Regions from separate parts of the Mus musculus genome. Here regions 2 and 3 are each linked to region 1. A link is a contact called in public Hi-C and Micro-C data. All regions are on one chromosome and are shown on one strand. Each heading gives the region's core, a stretch centred on a gene start, on an enhancer-like site or on the middle of the called end of the contact. The rest is flanking DNA. Distances are from core to core; before and after follow the strand shown. Region 1 holds the start of Dusp3 (dual specificity phosphatase 3 (vaccinia virus phosphatase VH1-related)). Region 2 has its middle 24 kb from the start of Meox1. Region 3 has its middle 18 kb from the start of Gm33662.

Evidence for each region. A called contact is a pair of places that touch in the nucleus more often than the background predicts.
Region 2: a Hi-C map of forebrain shows a contact between it and region 1, with 2.2 times the contacts expected there. The contact joins the enhancer-like site here to the promoter of Dusp3 in region 1. A contact is called at or near these places in 1 of 484 Hi-C or Micro-C datasets (forebrain), 2 of 115 datasets of contacts at active chromatin or transcription factors (embryonic stem cells and pancreatic cancer cells) and 4 of 9 other capture datasets (adipose tissue, embryonic stem cells, liver and 1 more).
Region 3: a Micro-C map of trophoblast stem cells shows a contact between it and region 1, with 5 times the contacts expected there. The contact joins the enhancer-like site here to the promoter of Dusp3 in region 1. A contact is called at or near these places in 23 of 39 promoter capture datasets (the 3T3-L1 cell line, 3T3-L1-derived adipocytes, the C10 cell line and 13 more), 6 of 15 datasets of contacts at CTCF or cohesin (CD8 T cells, the G1E-ER4 cell line, the NIH/3T3 cell line and 2 more), 111 of 484 Hi-C or Micro-C datasets (2-cell-like embryonic stem cells, 8-cell embryo, the AML12 cell line and 62 more), 37 of 115 datasets of contacts at active chromatin or transcription factors (the 230-238 cell line, the HPC-7 cell line, the NIH/3T3 cell line and 23 more) and 6 of 9 other capture datasets (adipose tissue, embryonic stem cells, embryonic trunk and 3 more).

Annotation. Positions count from the first base shown.
Region 1 is chr11:101,983,280-101,986,391 of GRCm38.p6, reverse strand. Dusp3 (dual specificity phosphatase 3 (vaccinia virus phosphatase VH1-related)) reads left to right here and starts at 1,601. Exons shown (of 3, transcript NM_028207.3): 1 at 1,601-1,780. The coding sequence starts at 1,656.
Region 2 is chr11:101,868,636-101,871,747 of GRCm38.p6, reverse strand. No RefSeq gene overlaps it. Among named protein-coding and RNA genes, the nearest start is that of Meox1, 24 kb to the left of the region's middle. Within about 2 kb of position 1,432, at least 30 of the 459 cell types and tissues checked have an H3K27ac peak or open chromatin away from gene starts, as enhancers often do. A contact at or near this core is called in forebrain, where this site is marked.
Region 3 is chr11:101,918,412-101,921,523 of GRCm38.p6, reverse strand. No RefSeq gene overlaps it. Among named protein-coding and RNA genes, the nearest start is that of Gm33662, 18 kb to the left of the region's middle. Within about 2 kb of position 1,638, at least 28 of the 459 cell types and tissues checked have an H3K27ac peak or open chromatin away from gene starts, as enhancers often do. A contact at or near this core is called in bone marrow-derived macrophages, cerebellum, embryonic limb bud and 2 more, where this site is marked.

The DNA.
Region 1 (3,112 bases), core at 352-2,851:
AAACAAACAAAACCATAAAGAAAACAAATCTTAATAGGAGACACACTGGGGAGACTGTATTTGCCCCTTTGGCGTTAGGGACCGGGCCATTTTCCCTGGCAACTGGAGAGACGCTTTTTGTGCTCTTTGCTCTCAGTGGAAACTCGCTACTGACACCATGTGGCTCACAGTGAGATGGCAGCTACCCCAGGAACAGCTGTAAAGGAACCTGTGGAGGAAGATTTACCCCCACACTAGCCCAGAGCCCACAGCCCAGGGCGCAGGCCCCCAGTGAGTGCTCAACATCTGTCAATTGCTTCTGCAACCGCTACGCCTGTATGTTCCGCGCTGGGAACTGAACTAAGGTTTTTGTGCATGCTGGGCACCTTGCCAGCCCAGGAACCTCCGCAACCCCTTGAATGTTTCTGGAATCTTTCCAGCAAATTTTTAAAAAAAAGATTTATTTACTTTAAGTATGTGAGTACACTATAGCTGTACAGATGACCCGCTCACTTAGGTCAACTCCACTCGCTCTGGCCCAAAGATTTATTATTATACATAAGTACACTATAGCTGTCTTCAGACGCACCAGAAGAGGGCGTCAGATCTCATTACGGGTGGTTGTGAGCCACCATGTGGTTGCTGGGATTTGAACCCAGGACCTTCGGAAGAGCAGTCAGTGCTCTTAACCCTCTGAGCCATCTTGCCAGCCCTCCAGCAATTCTTAGGAGTTAGATGTTGCATATTCTTTACTGAAGTGCTTGGGACAGAAATGTTTGAGACTTTACGATATAATATATATACTATATGTAGTGAGTGGATCCAAGTCTAAACATGAAATCCATTAATGCGTCACATATAAATATATCCTGAATACAGTTTTGTACAGTAATTTTTAGTGTGCCTGTGTTTTGACTGTCACAGGTCAGGTGTGAGAATTCTCCATTTATATTGTGTTTACACTCAAAAGTTACAGATTCGTAGACACTTCGGGTCTCACAAAATTATAGCTGTTCAAACTGCTTTCCTCCCTTTTAGTCGCCAGCACACAGGCTAAGGTTAAAGTAGTCCCCCAGGGTCAGATGCCAAACCTGGCGACCTATACCTTCAGCCTTTAAAAAGTTCAATGCTGATTCACATCAAACATTAAAAGAAGTGTTCCAGAATAGGGCTCTTTCCTGTAACCTTGGGTAAGGATCCATCTCCTGGGTAGGCAGGTTGTTGGTTCAGCAGTCGTGGGCTGGGAAGATGTGTTCTGACGTGTGTGTTTGGGGTGAATGAATGGATGCCCACTCTGCTGGTGTGCAGCGAGAAGGGTTCACAGCAAACCCCAGGGGTACCCATTATCCTGAAAGAGCGACTCCAGGTGTACCCAGGCGTCCCGCATTGGGTTCAGTAAATGAAGTGCCTGCGCTCCACTGCCTTAGCCAGGGTGAATGAGTACGGATGACACGGGAGTGATGGCATCTCGGCCAGGAACGTGCCCCGGGGTCCTGCGGCGCTTGGCCAGTCGCGCGTGTCCTCTGCGCTGCCTAGCGTGACCGCAGCTTCCCGCACCCAGTGGGCCCGCCTCCGGGGCGGGACGGGGCGGCTCCCGGTTGGGCAGCCCCGCCCCGCTGACCCGGCTTCTCCCCCTCGTTCGCTCCTGCCCTGGCGTGCAGCGCCCCGCCGCCGCCATGTCCAGCTCGTTCGAACTCTCGGTGCAAGATCTCAACGACCTGCTCTCGGATGGCAGCGGCTGCTACAGCCTGCCGAGCCAGCCCTGCAACGAGGTCGTCCCGAGGGTCTACGTGGGCAACGCGTGAGTCTCTGGGAGGGCCAAACCCGTAGCCGCTCCCAGCGGGCCCCGACTACTACTTGGGGGCTGGAGTGGGGTCCATGGGGGGGGGGTGGATCCTGGGCGCGGTCGCCGACCTGAGAGCAAGAGCGGGTGCTGGGGACCAGCCTGGAGTCGACGCCTACTCCCCGCGCATGAAGCGGAGGAGCTGGACTCCGCATGCCCAGAGACGCCCCCCAACCCCCAAAGTGCCTGACCTCAGCCTCTACCAGCTCTGGCTTGGGCTTGGGCGGGGTCAAGGCTACCACGTTCTCTTAACAGGTGGCAGGGCTGTCTCTTGGCCGCGCGTCATGTGACAGCTGCCTAGTTCTGCAGTGAGGTCACCGTGGAATGTCTGCCTTCGTTGCCATGGCAACGGGATGACGTTACAATCTGGGTGTGGAGCTTTTCCTGTCCGTGTCAGGAAATCCAAATACCCTAAAATACCCTAGAAGAGGAAGTAGCTGAGCCAAGGCTTTCCTGGCTTCTCCAGATAAAGTTTGACTTAGATGGAAAAAAACAAAATGATAAAGACCCGAGCCATCTGAAAATTCCTCCTAATTGCACCACTAGGAAATGTGTATATTATTGAGCTCGTATGTGTTCTTATTTTAAAAAGAAAACTTTAGTCATGTTATTAATAAGAATTTCTCAGCAGTGGGAGAGAACCAATATTAACACCAAGATAAAAGTTGGCATGATCCACATTGCAGGAAGATCCACGTTGGGTTTTCATGAATGTGAAGACCCCATTTATTAAAGTCCTAAGCTCTGTTTTTGCACACTAGGAAGCGATGGCCGGGATGGCTGAGGGGCTGTAAGGATCTTTCAATGTCTTACATGTGTGTTTCCTGTCCTGCACCTAGGACCTGCTGCCTAGCCTGCAGCAGAGCCAGAGGGGTTTCACATGATTAGTCTCAGACACTTGGGGGCAGGTTGCATGTACTGCATCGCTTATTTCCATACGGAGCACCTACTATGTGTCAAACACCATATGGTGTTCACTCTTCAGAACGGTGGTGGTCATCATGGTGCATTTGCTGACGGTTGGATTGGTGGTAGAGAGCTGAGATATATGGACGCGCTCTTCAGCATTCTGTCAACGTGGCTGTGCATTCTTGCTCCTGAGCAAGTGGCTAAACAGACTCACAGGGTCAGCCTCCAGCTCAGTCGCTGCATAGTCTTAGGGAACCTCTCCCAGTCCTCCCTACCTCAACTATCCAAGAAGCCAGGGGGCTTGGCGGTCTCAGGAGCCTGCTTGCTGGGGGACAGGTTGTTGAGTTTTATCTGCAGTAGGTTGCCTAGGCATAGTGTCAG
Region 2 (3,112 bases), core at 183-2,682, 110 kb after region 1:
TGACCCTTTCTGAGGTTGTGGCACAGGATGCGGTGCCTTTATTCTCCCAAATCCCCTCCCTGAGTCCCCCAGCGGATCTCTGCAGAGCAGATGCCCAGGGCGTGGAGGAGATACAATGCCCTTCTTTGTGGGGGGATCTGGGCCAGCAGTCAGGAGGAAATTAGACAGTGCTCTTGACAGCAGCTCTGTCTGGGGTGTCTGTGAAATATGGGCCAGAGGGGCTCCTTCCCGAAGCCAGTCATGGCTGCCGACCACCCCCACCCCACTCTAGGCAAAAAAAAGGAGATTGCTTGTTTGGAAAGAAGTGATATATGGCACTCTGTTTCCTTCCCTCCTCTCTTGAGGGGGCTGGAGGGAAGCTCAGATCTGTTCCTGGTAGGTATATGTGCATGTGCATGTTCGTACACACATGTGTGAGTGGATGCCTGTATGTGTGCATGGACAGGCATGTGCATTGTATGGCTATTTTCTGAGCTCATTTGGTTCAAAATGTTGGGCGGAAAGAACAAAATGTAGACCAAGGGGGTGAGGAGGCGGCCTCTAGGCAAGCCGGAGGACCTGACTTTGAGTCCCCAGATTCCGTGTAAGTCTGGGTAGAGTAGCATAGTCTATGATCCCAGCGCCTCTATGGTGAGGTTGGAGGCAGAGACAAGAGAATCTCTGGAAGCTCCTGGGCCAGTTCCTGGGAGTAGTCAGTGGCAAACAACAAAGATACTCTGTCTCAAACAAGGACCAACCCTTGAAATGGTTCTCTGACGGCCACATGCGTGCCACACACAAGCAGTGGTATATGTACACCCCACACTCATGCATGAGACTGCAAATAGATAAATAAATAGCAAGATAACAACCACTTTTAGCATCCCTGCCTAAGTATAGACCCAGCTGAGGACCCACAGGAACTGGGACCTATACAAGATTATCTAGAGAGCCATAGCATGAGAGGATGGGGTGGCCCCCAACTTAGCACCTAGTCCCCTCATTCTGTCTTCTGAGCCATCCATCTCACAAGGTAGGGACTGTTCTCAGGGATGGAGCAAAGCTCCTATCTTGGAAAAGCTCCTGGGGCAGCTGTGGCCTTTGGCGCCTCCAGTGGCCCCTGAACCATTTATCTTCAAGGGAGGAAGTGGGGAGATCTTCCCACCCACCCCCCTACCCTCTTTGTGGTCAGCCAGGTCTCCACATCTGGGCCACAGCTGGCTGCTGAGCTGCCCGTGTAGACCCACTCTCCCCAAAGGACCAGAAGAAAGGGAGCTATCAACAAGCACGCTCCAGACTCAACCCTAAAGGGTCAGTCTCAGTTTCCACGTGGCCGATCCTTCCGGGAGGGGGGATGAAAGACTCTCAATAATAAGGAAAGGTCCAAGGACTGGCAGCTGCGGGGACTTCTGCCACTGCCGCTGCCGCTGCCACCCAGGATGCTGTGAGTGCCAAGAGGCAAATGAGTTCTCCGTGGCAGCCAGCCGAGGTGGGGGTGGGGTTCCTGTTGAGACTGGTAATCTCAGGCTAGGAAACCAAGATGCTGAGAGTAGGAAGGAATTGCACAAGCTCAAGTCTGTGTGTCTAAACGGTGCTTCCGGCTCGGTCCCTTCAGCTCAGTGCAGGCCTCTCTGAGAGCCACATGGCTCTACAAAACCGTGAACCAACAGACTAAACCCGAAGCCGGGTCCACGCCTTCCACTCCACCCCACCTCCAGTTTTTGAGGTTTGAATGTTTCTCTTACGTTCCTTCGTTCTTCTCTTCTCTCCTGGCTACCTGAAGACTGGGTCTTTTGAGCAAACCCTCTCTGCTCTGCCTGTGTGTAGCCATCAGATTTTCCTGACCCCGGGGAGTCAGAATTCTCTCCCAGGAGTGAGTTTCTCCCATGAAGAACCCAGATGGCAGGATCACACAGGAGAGAAAAAAAAAAAAAAAGATACAGTGGCTTTAGGGTCAATCAGATCCTGTTGAATCTCGGCTTCTCCTCTTTCTGCCGTGAAGTGTCCCAAGCTTTCCTTCCTCTTCTGAACCAAGACGTCCCATGACTCTGTACTGCAAGGGCCTGGCCTCTAGCCGGATCTCAGAGGATACAGGCAGCCAAGACTTCACCAGCTCTGACAACCAAATTGTCCAGAAAAACAGTGAAACTGTAGCAAGGAGGGTCCAGAGCAAATGGGTTAACAAAGGGACTTGAGGTCTCTAAGAGGAGAAAAGAAAATTGCTTCCCAGAAAAGTCAATGTAGGGGCTGGAGAGGTGGCTCATCATTGAGAGCACTGGCTGTTCCTCTGAAGGACCCAGGTTCGATTCCCAGCACCTACGTGGTGGCTCACAATCATCTGTGACTCCAGTTTCAGGGAATCCATGGGCATGCATGTGGTACACAGACATTTATGTAAGTAAAACATCCATACATATAAAATAAAAAAATTTCAAGTTTCCATAGTTTTACTACTCCTAACGATAACTATTTAAAATAGAATGAAATAAATCTCCTTTTAATAAAAAGCCAGACATGGTGGCAAATATCTGTGATGCCAGCACTCCTGTGGCAAGACGGGAGGCAGAGATCGGAAAGTCAGCGGGAAGCTTGCAAGCCAGCTAGCCTGGAGTACAGAGTCCAGCAGCTTGTACAAGAGTCTCCATCTCGGGGGCTGGCGAGATGGCTCAGTGGGTAAGAGCACCCGACTGCTCTTCCGAAGGTCCAGAGTTCAAATCCCAGCAACCACATGGTGGCTCACAACCATCCCCAACAAGATCTGACTCCCTCTTCTGGAGTGTCTGAAGACAGCTACAGTGTACTTACATATAATCAATAAATAAATAAATAAATAAATAAATAAATAAATAAAAAAGAGTCTCCATCTCCACAGGTCAGAAGGCAGACAATGACTCCCCAAAATGTTTCTCTAACTTCCTCACAAGTACTAAGGTGCCCACCTAGACATGAGCGTGTGCGCAAACACACACACACACACACACACACACACAATCTATCTATCTATCTATCTATCTGTCTGTCTATCTATCTATCATCTGTCTACCTAGCTATTTATCTACTTATCTATCTATTTATCTGGGTTTTTTTGTTTGTTTTTGACACAGGGTTTCTCTGTGTAGTCCTAGCTGTCCTA
Region 3 (3,112 bases), core at 389-2,888, 65 kb after region 1:
ATGGGAGGTAAATATTATCCTCCCTTCACTGTGCTGTGGTTGCCTCCCATGCTGGCCTTTTCGCCGATGCTCTTGGCCAAAGCTGACAGCAACACACAGGGATCCTGGGAGCCAGAAGAACATCCCAAATAATGCCATTTAATTCCTTTTATTTACAAATGAGGGAGAGATGTCTCAAAACCCCAATAGCATCTAGAAACAGAACAGAGTGCTGAGTCGGCCCCATCCTGGCCAGCCAGCTTGGAGTGAAGTGTTAGAGCCCTGACTTCCTCTGCAGAGCTGCTCCCTGTGTGGTATCTCATCTCATGGCTCTCTCTGGTCCCCCTGAGGGCTGACGCTGGACTAGCTGCTCTTCTGATGTTCCAGCCTGACCCCATCTGGCTGCCTAGAGGCAAAGACCATGGCTCAGGGTAGACCTTTACCCTCACCCCCAGAGCCAGTGAAAGGCTCTCATTAGGACCTCTGAGGCCAGGCCAGCAGTAGGCTCTTCCTGCCCTCAGGGAGAGCTCACTGCAGTAAAAGCCATTTGTCCTTGTCTTCTAGAATTTTGATTTTCCCTTATACGGGAACAAAACCAAGACTAGAACATTGAACAGGAGAAGGGCTGAGACATAGTTTCAGCCAACAAATGCTTGCCTGGACGACATGGTAGATTCCTGGGGTTCACTGGCCAGTCAGCTGAGCCTAACTAGTGAGATCAGGTCCCAGTGAACACTCCCATCTCAAAATCAAGGCAGAGGCTGAGGGGATGGCTCAGTGCACAGAGGTGTTGTACTGGCCTGACTACCGAGTGTGGACTCAGAGGCCACTCCTGAAGCGGGGTGGGGAATGGAGGTATCTCAGGGTAAAGAAGAGAGACAAGACGGGAGACAAGGATGGACATCTGAAGTCCTCTGACCTCACACTTATATGCATGCTCTCACACACATTCAAATACACATACACACACAACAAACAAACAAACAAACAACCCAAGATTAACGGCTTCTGAGGAACAACACCTGAAGTTGACTTCTGGACGCCACACAAATGCTCACTCTCACACACAAACATTTGTGCACACACACACACACACACACACACACACACACACACACACACTGTGGAAGGGTGAGGGTCAGGGAACAGGAAATGAGGCTCTCATCCAGCAGTCTCTCCCTGTGTGTGTGACTTGGGCAAGCCACTTGCCCTTGCCCAGCCTCTGCTTGCCCTTGTGTAAAACTAAATAGTGACACAAGTTTGTAGCAAACATCTGTTATAGGCACGTTCTCTTTAACAACTGCATAAGCAAGACATTTTTATCCCACTTTAGACAAAGACATTGAGGCAGAGAGGTTAGAGAGCTTGTCCAAGATCATACCATTTTTTTTGTTTTGTTTTGTTTGTTTATTTGTTTTTAGTTTAAGACTTACAATGCCCAACCTTCTAAAGTCCCTTTCAGTGCTGATAATTCAGTGATTCCAGACACAGTAGTAACCAGTACTTTAGTACTGATTTAGTTGGTAGCTCCCAGCTTTGGGCTGCTGAAAGGCTTGGCGACAGAGAGCAACAAAGAGTGAGGGATAATCACATTGGTGTGAAGTCTATGCACGACACGGAGCCAGGATGCAAAATACTGGCTCTCTAGAACATTCCACTACCACAGAAGGCACATAGCCCTCTTTAGGGTTGCTTTGTGAGAACTATGGTTGACCATCGCCACCTGGCGGACACATGTGGAACTGCATGGTGGAATTAATTCTTAGGGAGGATGGAGAAATCTTGACTATAACTTGGATATAACTTGGATACTGTCTATATTGTGTGTCAGGCATTAGCACGTGCAGGTACCAGGCCTGACCCCCAGTACAGAGAATCAGGACCTCAAAGACATTGGAGGTCTGTGTTTTTAGACCCAAGCCACAGCCAGAGAACCCCACGGATAGAACAGAAGGGTACTGGAATTTTGCTCAGCGCTCCCTAGTACCACCCATCTAAACTACTAGGCCTTTCCAGACAGATGACAGAACACATTCTTCAGGAATTATTTATGAAAGAAATCTGGGTACCAACAACATGGTTCTTACTGCTGACCTGCATTCGATACCCAGGACTCTCGTGGAAAGAGAGATGTGGTGCCCACCAAGATGCATATGCACATGGTGAGAATTATTTGGTCTAAAATGGCAGTGCTGAGGAGGAGAGTCCTGCATTGAGGAGCGCCAAGGACTCCATTTTTAGGTGTCCAACCCAGTGAGAGACCAAAGCCCATTTGGAAGAGGGGGCAGTGTGGCAGGAAAGTGGGCTGAGATCCAAGTAGACAAGGGATACATCTCAGCGCCACCTAGGTCACACAAATTCTTTGGACTTTAGTTCCCAGCTCTGCAAAGTGGGATTCACACACTGCTTCCATTCATTCTCCTAATCCTGTCATTTCTCCCTGAGTCATCCTTTCTCCTGGTTCACCACACTGGTATCTGGTAGGTCTGGTTGTCATGCCATGGCCACCTCCTGGCCTCTCTCACTTTTGCTCCACAACTTCTGAGTAGCAACCACAACACAGTATCTGAGTTGTCCAGTGCCTTCCCCATTCTTGACCTTATCCACTCTTCCCAGTCTTCCAGAAACATCTATGAGCTCTGTGAACGAATGAGTCTGAGTGAGGCTTGGGCTCCAGTCCCAAGTAATCAGACAGGGACATCTGTGTCTGCCAGTGACCACCTCCCAGCTCACAGGGAGTGGTGCTACTAGGAGGTATGGTCTTGTTGGGGTAAGTGTGGCCTTGTTAGATGACATGTGTCACTGTAGGGACAGGCTCTGAGTTCTCTCTCCTATGCTCAAGCTCCAACCAGTGTGGAACTCAGTCCCCCATTTCTGCTGCCTTTGGATCAAGAGGTAGAACTCATGGCTCCTCTAGTACCACGTCTGCCTGCCCGCTGCCATGCTTCCTGTCATGGGGATAATGGACTGAACCTCTGAAACTGTAAGCCAGCCCCAGTTAAATGTGTTCCTTTATAAGAGTTATCTTGGTCATGGTGTCTCTTCACAGCAATGAAACCCTAACTAAGACAGAAAGCTACACCTCGAATCCAAATGCCTGCCTGAGTCTGGTGTCAGAGCCCACCTTCGCTTG